2 separate regions of the Anser cygnoides genome follow, and region 1 is linked to region 2. A link is a contact called in public Hi-C data. All regions are on one chromosome and are shown on one strand. Each heading gives the region's core, a stretch centred on a gene start, on an enhancer-like site or on the middle of the called end of the contact. The rest is flanking DNA. Distances are from core to core; before and after follow the strand shown.

The links. A called contact is a pair of places that touch in the nucleus more often than the background predicts.
Region 1: a Hi-C map of liver shows a contact between it and region 2, with 3 times the contacts expected there. The contact joins the promoter of SLC39A13 here to the promoter of LOC106040822 in region 2. A contact is called at or near these places in 3 of 7 Hi-C or Micro-C datasets (granulosa cells and liver).

Annotation. Positions count from the first base shown.
Region 1 is chr5:12,923,192-12,925,891 of Taihu_goose_T2T_genome, reverse strand. It overlaps SLC39A13 (solute carrier family 39 member 13), which reads right to left and starts at 1,270. Exons shown (of 10, transcript XM_066997674.1): 1 at 1,117-1,270.
Region 2 is chr5:12,673,194-12,675,893 of Taihu_goose_T2T_genome, reverse strand. It overlaps LOC106040822 (vacuolar protein sorting-associated protein 51 homolog), which reads right to left and starts at 1,339. Exons shown (of 11, transcript XM_066998054.1): 1 at 1,282-1,339; 2 at 1,119-1,279; 3 at 333-462; 4 at 86-232. The coding sequence starts at 1,324.

The DNA.
Region 1 (2,700 bases), core at 21-2,520, 250 kb before region 2:
TGGGAAGAAGGGGGAGACTGAACGCTAACTGAGAAGAGCACATGCCCTCCTCCTGGGAGACTCCCACAGCCTCCGCTACCTCACTGAGCTGGTCTGTGGCAGGCAGTGCCTGAGAAAACAGTCAAAACTCAAAATGCCAAGGTAAAAACCTACTGGAAAACAGAAAATAAAATATTTACACGACAAAGATTCCTGCAGGGACCCACCGCCTCCCTTCCTGGACGCTTTGCCTTTTCAGACCACACAGCTTCAGCTCTGTCTCAGCACAATTGCTCGCTGCCACACAATGACATTTCAGATGTTGTCGAGAGAAGGAAAAAAAAGATCTTTATAACAACTGTTATAAACAACTGTTTTCCCTGGAAGCCAGTTGCTTGGCCTTAAGAGTTGCAAAAGAGTATTGCATGGAAAAAAAAAAAAAAAAAGTTATTTTCCAGGGAGGAAGCATTATTTTCAGCCAAAAAAATTCTCCACAAGCCGCCTCCCTCCATTAGCCCCGTGGAGAGCTCTGAATTCCTCCTGGAAGCCCTGACCCCGGCGGAGGCACAGCAGGCCTGCAGGCTCCCAGGGCACGCCGTCCTCTCTGTCACAAATCACAGCCTGCCTGCAGCGACCCCACCGCTCTGCGGGGACCCTTCCCCTCTTCCCCATTCCTCTCCTACTGAATCACTGCACGCGGAGCCTCTCATTTCTGCAGACCGGGCACATCGCAGCGCGTGCAGCCGGAGGCTCGCGGGGTTAAGCACAGCGGGGTACGGCGGGGCAGGCAGATGGGGCACCCGGCACAGCTCTGCCCTCACCTCCTCCCGCAGGCACGGCAGGCAGCTGAAGCACCGACTCCGTCCCCATCCCACCCGCCGCCGGCTCGCCGGGAGGAAAGCTGGCAGCCGGCTGGGGCTGCCCCCGGGCCCGGCTCCGCCGCAGCTCCCCGCGGGGGCCGAGCGGCGAGGCGGCCGGAGTTACTTCGCAAACTTTCCGCGCCCCGTCCCCTCAGCGGGCCCGGCGCAGCGAGGCTCACGCGAAATGGCGGCGCGGACCCCCCCGCCCGCCGCCAAACCTCCGGCCCCGCTCCAACCCCGTCCCCCCGCCGGCCCCCTCAGCGCCTCCCGCCCTTACCGTGCGCCGCCGCCGCGCCCCGTGCCGCCGCTGCCATCCAGCCGCAGCACGGCGCCCGCCTGCCCCGCCCGGCCGCCCCCAGTCCCCGCCTCCCCCGGCCGGCCACGTCGGTCCCGGCCTCCTCGGCACCAGCCGCGGACCCGGCGCCGCCGCCAGCGCCGCGCTCGCTTCCGGCCTCCGCCACCGGGGGGCCGGCGTCGGGCCCGCTTCCTGCGGGGACCCGTCTGCCGAGGAGGGGCCTGGGGGGATCTAGGGGGGCTGTGAGCCCCCTGTTGTCACGGGTAAAAGCGTGGCAGCCCTCCGTAGGACTCGCCCTCCGCAAGTTTTTGAAAAGATGAAGTAACTTTTGAAAGTACCTGCCGCTACACAGGTTTCTGTAGCAGGTGGATGTGTTACAGCCTTCCTGATGGCGCTTGGGTGACACCTGAGCTCTGACAATGTAACCCTGACTGTTAACGGTGAAGAGTATCCACGGTTCTTACTGAGGTTTGCAGAAACTTCATGTGCTCAAAAAACTAGGTCAGCAGAGAACAAAGATTTACTTTTATACAAGCTGAACTAGCTCAGAGCTATAGTTTCCAATACACTTTCCAAAATATACTAACGTACCTTTCGGTTCCATCTCTTACCATTTCCCCTGCGACACAGAACTCTTCCCACTCCAATTTCCAGAACAAACCCCGTTCCCCTAGGAGACGCCGCTGATGCTGACGTTCCTCCTGTCTGCAGTCTCACCCCGGTCTCATTACATCACTCCAATGTCACGCCGCGGAGCAGGAGTTTGGAATTCAGTCAGCCATCAGTAGCCTGCGCTGGCTGGGCTGCTCTTTCTGCAGCCATGTAATGGGAATACAATCCGACACGGACGCACTGCGAAGGCGGTTTAAGAAAAGTTTCATCTTTCTCAGTCAGAAGCAGAAAGTTTATGTTGGGAGCTGAATTCTGAAAGCAAGTTTTGCTTCCGAAGTTGTAAGTTTTATCGTTCCTGTGTTCCACGGCCGCCTTCCTATTGCCTGAATAACTGTTATCAGTCCCCAGTGGCGCAGTTCCGTGTGCTGGCAGATCGTGTCTGTGATTATCACAGTTAAAACAGGCAGGCACTTCTTCGGGTAAGCCAAGCCACGCTGAGCACCTGGGACTATCGGAATCAAGAGCGGTATCCCGGGCTCAGTGAAGTAAATGGGTTTGCTTTTGACTTCAGTGGTGCAGGATTTCACTCCAAGGCATTGAGTTTTAATTTGTACCCTACTGCAAGCCAAACAGGGAGAATTCCGGATGAAACGTGCACTCAGTACCTTATGCCATCAAGTGGCAGCTGTACCACACTGCATCAAATGGAGCTTTTTCCCAGTGGGTGGCTGAATTCTTAGCTGTAGTGAATTTTCAGCAACAGTCTGGAGATCAGTATGGCTCGGTCATAGTCCAGCAGGCTGGGTCCAAAAGTAAAGGTGTAAAAACGTAAAGATGGATTCTGTTAAAACAGCGACGAGGCAACTGGAGCAGGGCGCAGGGACCTTCTCTTGCCTCCCTTGAGCCATGGCACCTCTTCAGCCTGATTTCTCCAAAAGTGACTTTTAGGTTTCT
Region 2 (2,700 bases), core at 90-2,589:
TCCCTCCCCGAGTCCCCCAGCCCCACGATCTGTCCTCAAACTCCATAGATCTGCCCTCCTGGGCTCCATCCCTCCCTCCCCGTACCAGCCAGCTGGGCACCACGGCGGTGACGGTCCTGCAGCGCCGCGCTGACACGGGCACTGGAGGTGCTGATGGCTGCCATGTTGGCAGCCAAGTCGTCCATCTCTGCCTCCATGCGCCGGAAATCGACCTTCATCTTTCGGATAGTGTCTGCGGGGGGGAAAAAACAAGACCCATGGGTCCCTGAGCCACTTGGGATCCCTCTAGTCCCCCCCCCCTCCAAATACCTGTGTCCCCCCTGAGAGCCCACCTGTGGCAGAAATGAACTTGTTATAGTTCTCGTAGAGCAGCGTCTGCATGTCGCTGTCGAGAGCGCGGATCTCCCGCCCCAGCGCAGCTTCGCGGGCCAACAACTGCCCCAGGGGGCACTCACTGCGCACCTGGAAGGGGGGCAATCATGATACAACTGCACACTGGCCCCACTGCACCCCAACAACTCTCCCGGAGCCGGAACAACTCCCTCCCAGACCCCTACATGCCCTCCATGGTGGTTCTGTGCTCCTCAGCTGCTCCCCTAATTGCATCGTAGAGCCCTCCAGCTGTCCCCCCCCAGCCCGATGTGCTGCTCAGGGAGCCCTGCCTGCCACACAACCACCTAAATGGCACCCTGGTCTTGGGAAAAGGAACCCCAAGAGCTTCCAGCTGCATGCCAGGGCCCTGCTGGGATCCACAACGGTCCCCAACAGCCCCGTATCGCCCCTACACAGGGGACATACAGGACCCCAAGGAGCACCTATGGGGGGAGATCTATAGGGTACCCAGAGAACCCCTTTTTGGGGATCTGAAGGGGGTCGGAAGGTCTCTCAGGGATCCAGCAAAGCCTGGCGGAGGGGTTTATGGGGTCCCCACAGGGCTCTGGGGGCAGGGGTACGGATTGCACGGCACCCCTTGCCCCCCGAAGGGCGATGGCTGCGGGATCCCCACAGGAACCCTTTGGGATCCCCACAGGAACCCTTTGGGGTCCCCACAGGCGGGCACCCAAACCTCAGGGGGTCCCCGGGGTGGGGGTGCGCGTCACGGTGGGGTCAAAGGTCACCTTAGCGAGGAAAACTTCCGGGTCAAAGTGAGGCCCGTTGATGTCGATGGGGTCCGGGGCGGCCTCCGCTGCCTCGGCGGCGGGCAGCCCGTAGTAGCGCTGGAGCGGGCCATGAGGCCGGCGCCAGGAGGAGCCGGTGCCGGTGCCGGTCTCGGTCTCGGTCCCCCGGTCTCGGTGCCGGTGCCCGCCGCCTCCCCGTCCGCCATCACGCCGCCACTTCCGTGCCAGCGCCTGACTTCCTGCCCAGCCCCCGGCGTCACTTCCGGGCGGGGCCGTCACCATGGTTACCGCCTCCTGGCCCCCGCGGCACCGTCCGCAGTGGGCCGCACGGCGCCGCGTTCGGGGCCGCCTTCATCGCCTCGTCTTCGTCGGCCCCCTGCAAATAAAGCACATAAAGCCCATGGTGTCAGTCAGTAAAGGAAATAAAGCACATAAAGCCCATGCCGTCAGTCAATGAAGTAAATAAAGCCCATAAAGCACACGGTGTCAGTCGTGTTCAGGCTCAAACATCGGGGACAGGGAGATTGGAGAGACCCGGGAGGTGAAGGCTGTGGGCATCAGAGATGGGGACACACACACTGGGGTGAAAACAGGGGCTGGAGATGGGGCTGGGGACAGCAGGGTGACAGGAGGACCTGTGGGCATCACGGACGACAACGGGGGCATCAGAGATGAGGAGTAAATTAGGAACATGAGGCGGTGCGGAGGGGCTGGGAGGGACAAAGCCAAATCCTCCCCTAGCACCATGAAACACCCCTGCACTGTGTGCCGCAACCACAGCTCCCTCCAGCCCCAGCCCGTGGGGATTTTGCATAAGTGGGACTACTTCAGGTGAAGCACACTCAAGGAAACGGTAATTTCAGGAGATCAGGAAGAAACAAATTCCCACCCTCAGTCTATGTACCACAATCTTCTGTAGCCTCTTAGACCCTCTCCAAATAATGGACACTACACACATCTTCAATGCCACCAAAGACCGATAGAGCTACTCTTCCCATGCATGCTGCAAGTACTGCCATCTACATGTTGCCTGGCCTGATGCAATGAGAACAATCACTTGGTGCTGGAAAAATGAAAATGTACTGGCTAAGCTCTACCTGAAGATGCAGACAAATTATTTGACTCCTTTATAAAGAATCTGTTAAAGGCATTTATGAACAGCCAGCAATATGATTTTAACCTCTGTGTCAGTGTAAACTTTAAGCCTCAACAAAAACAGCGCAGGAGTAGGAGGAGAGAAGAACCCTGAAATGCCAAGGGCACGCAAGACAGCCAGTTCTGCCAGCACCTTTTCACCTGCTTGCCTTCAACCCAATAGGCCTTGCATCCCCATTGCTCCTTTCACCCTACACCAGGACCATGCCTCAACTGCAGGCTACGGAGCTCCTGGCTGAGGAGAGATGCCAGCCCCACAAAGAGCCATCAGAGCTCAATGCTGCGCGGTGACAGAACTCAGGGCCTTCCCTACCCACTCGCACCCGACAGCAGAGCAGCCTGGGGACAGAAACTTGTCCCCAAGGACAGAGCCCAGCTCCACACCCCAGTCCGGGGGGCACAGGGTTGGCATCTCCCCAGGCTGAGG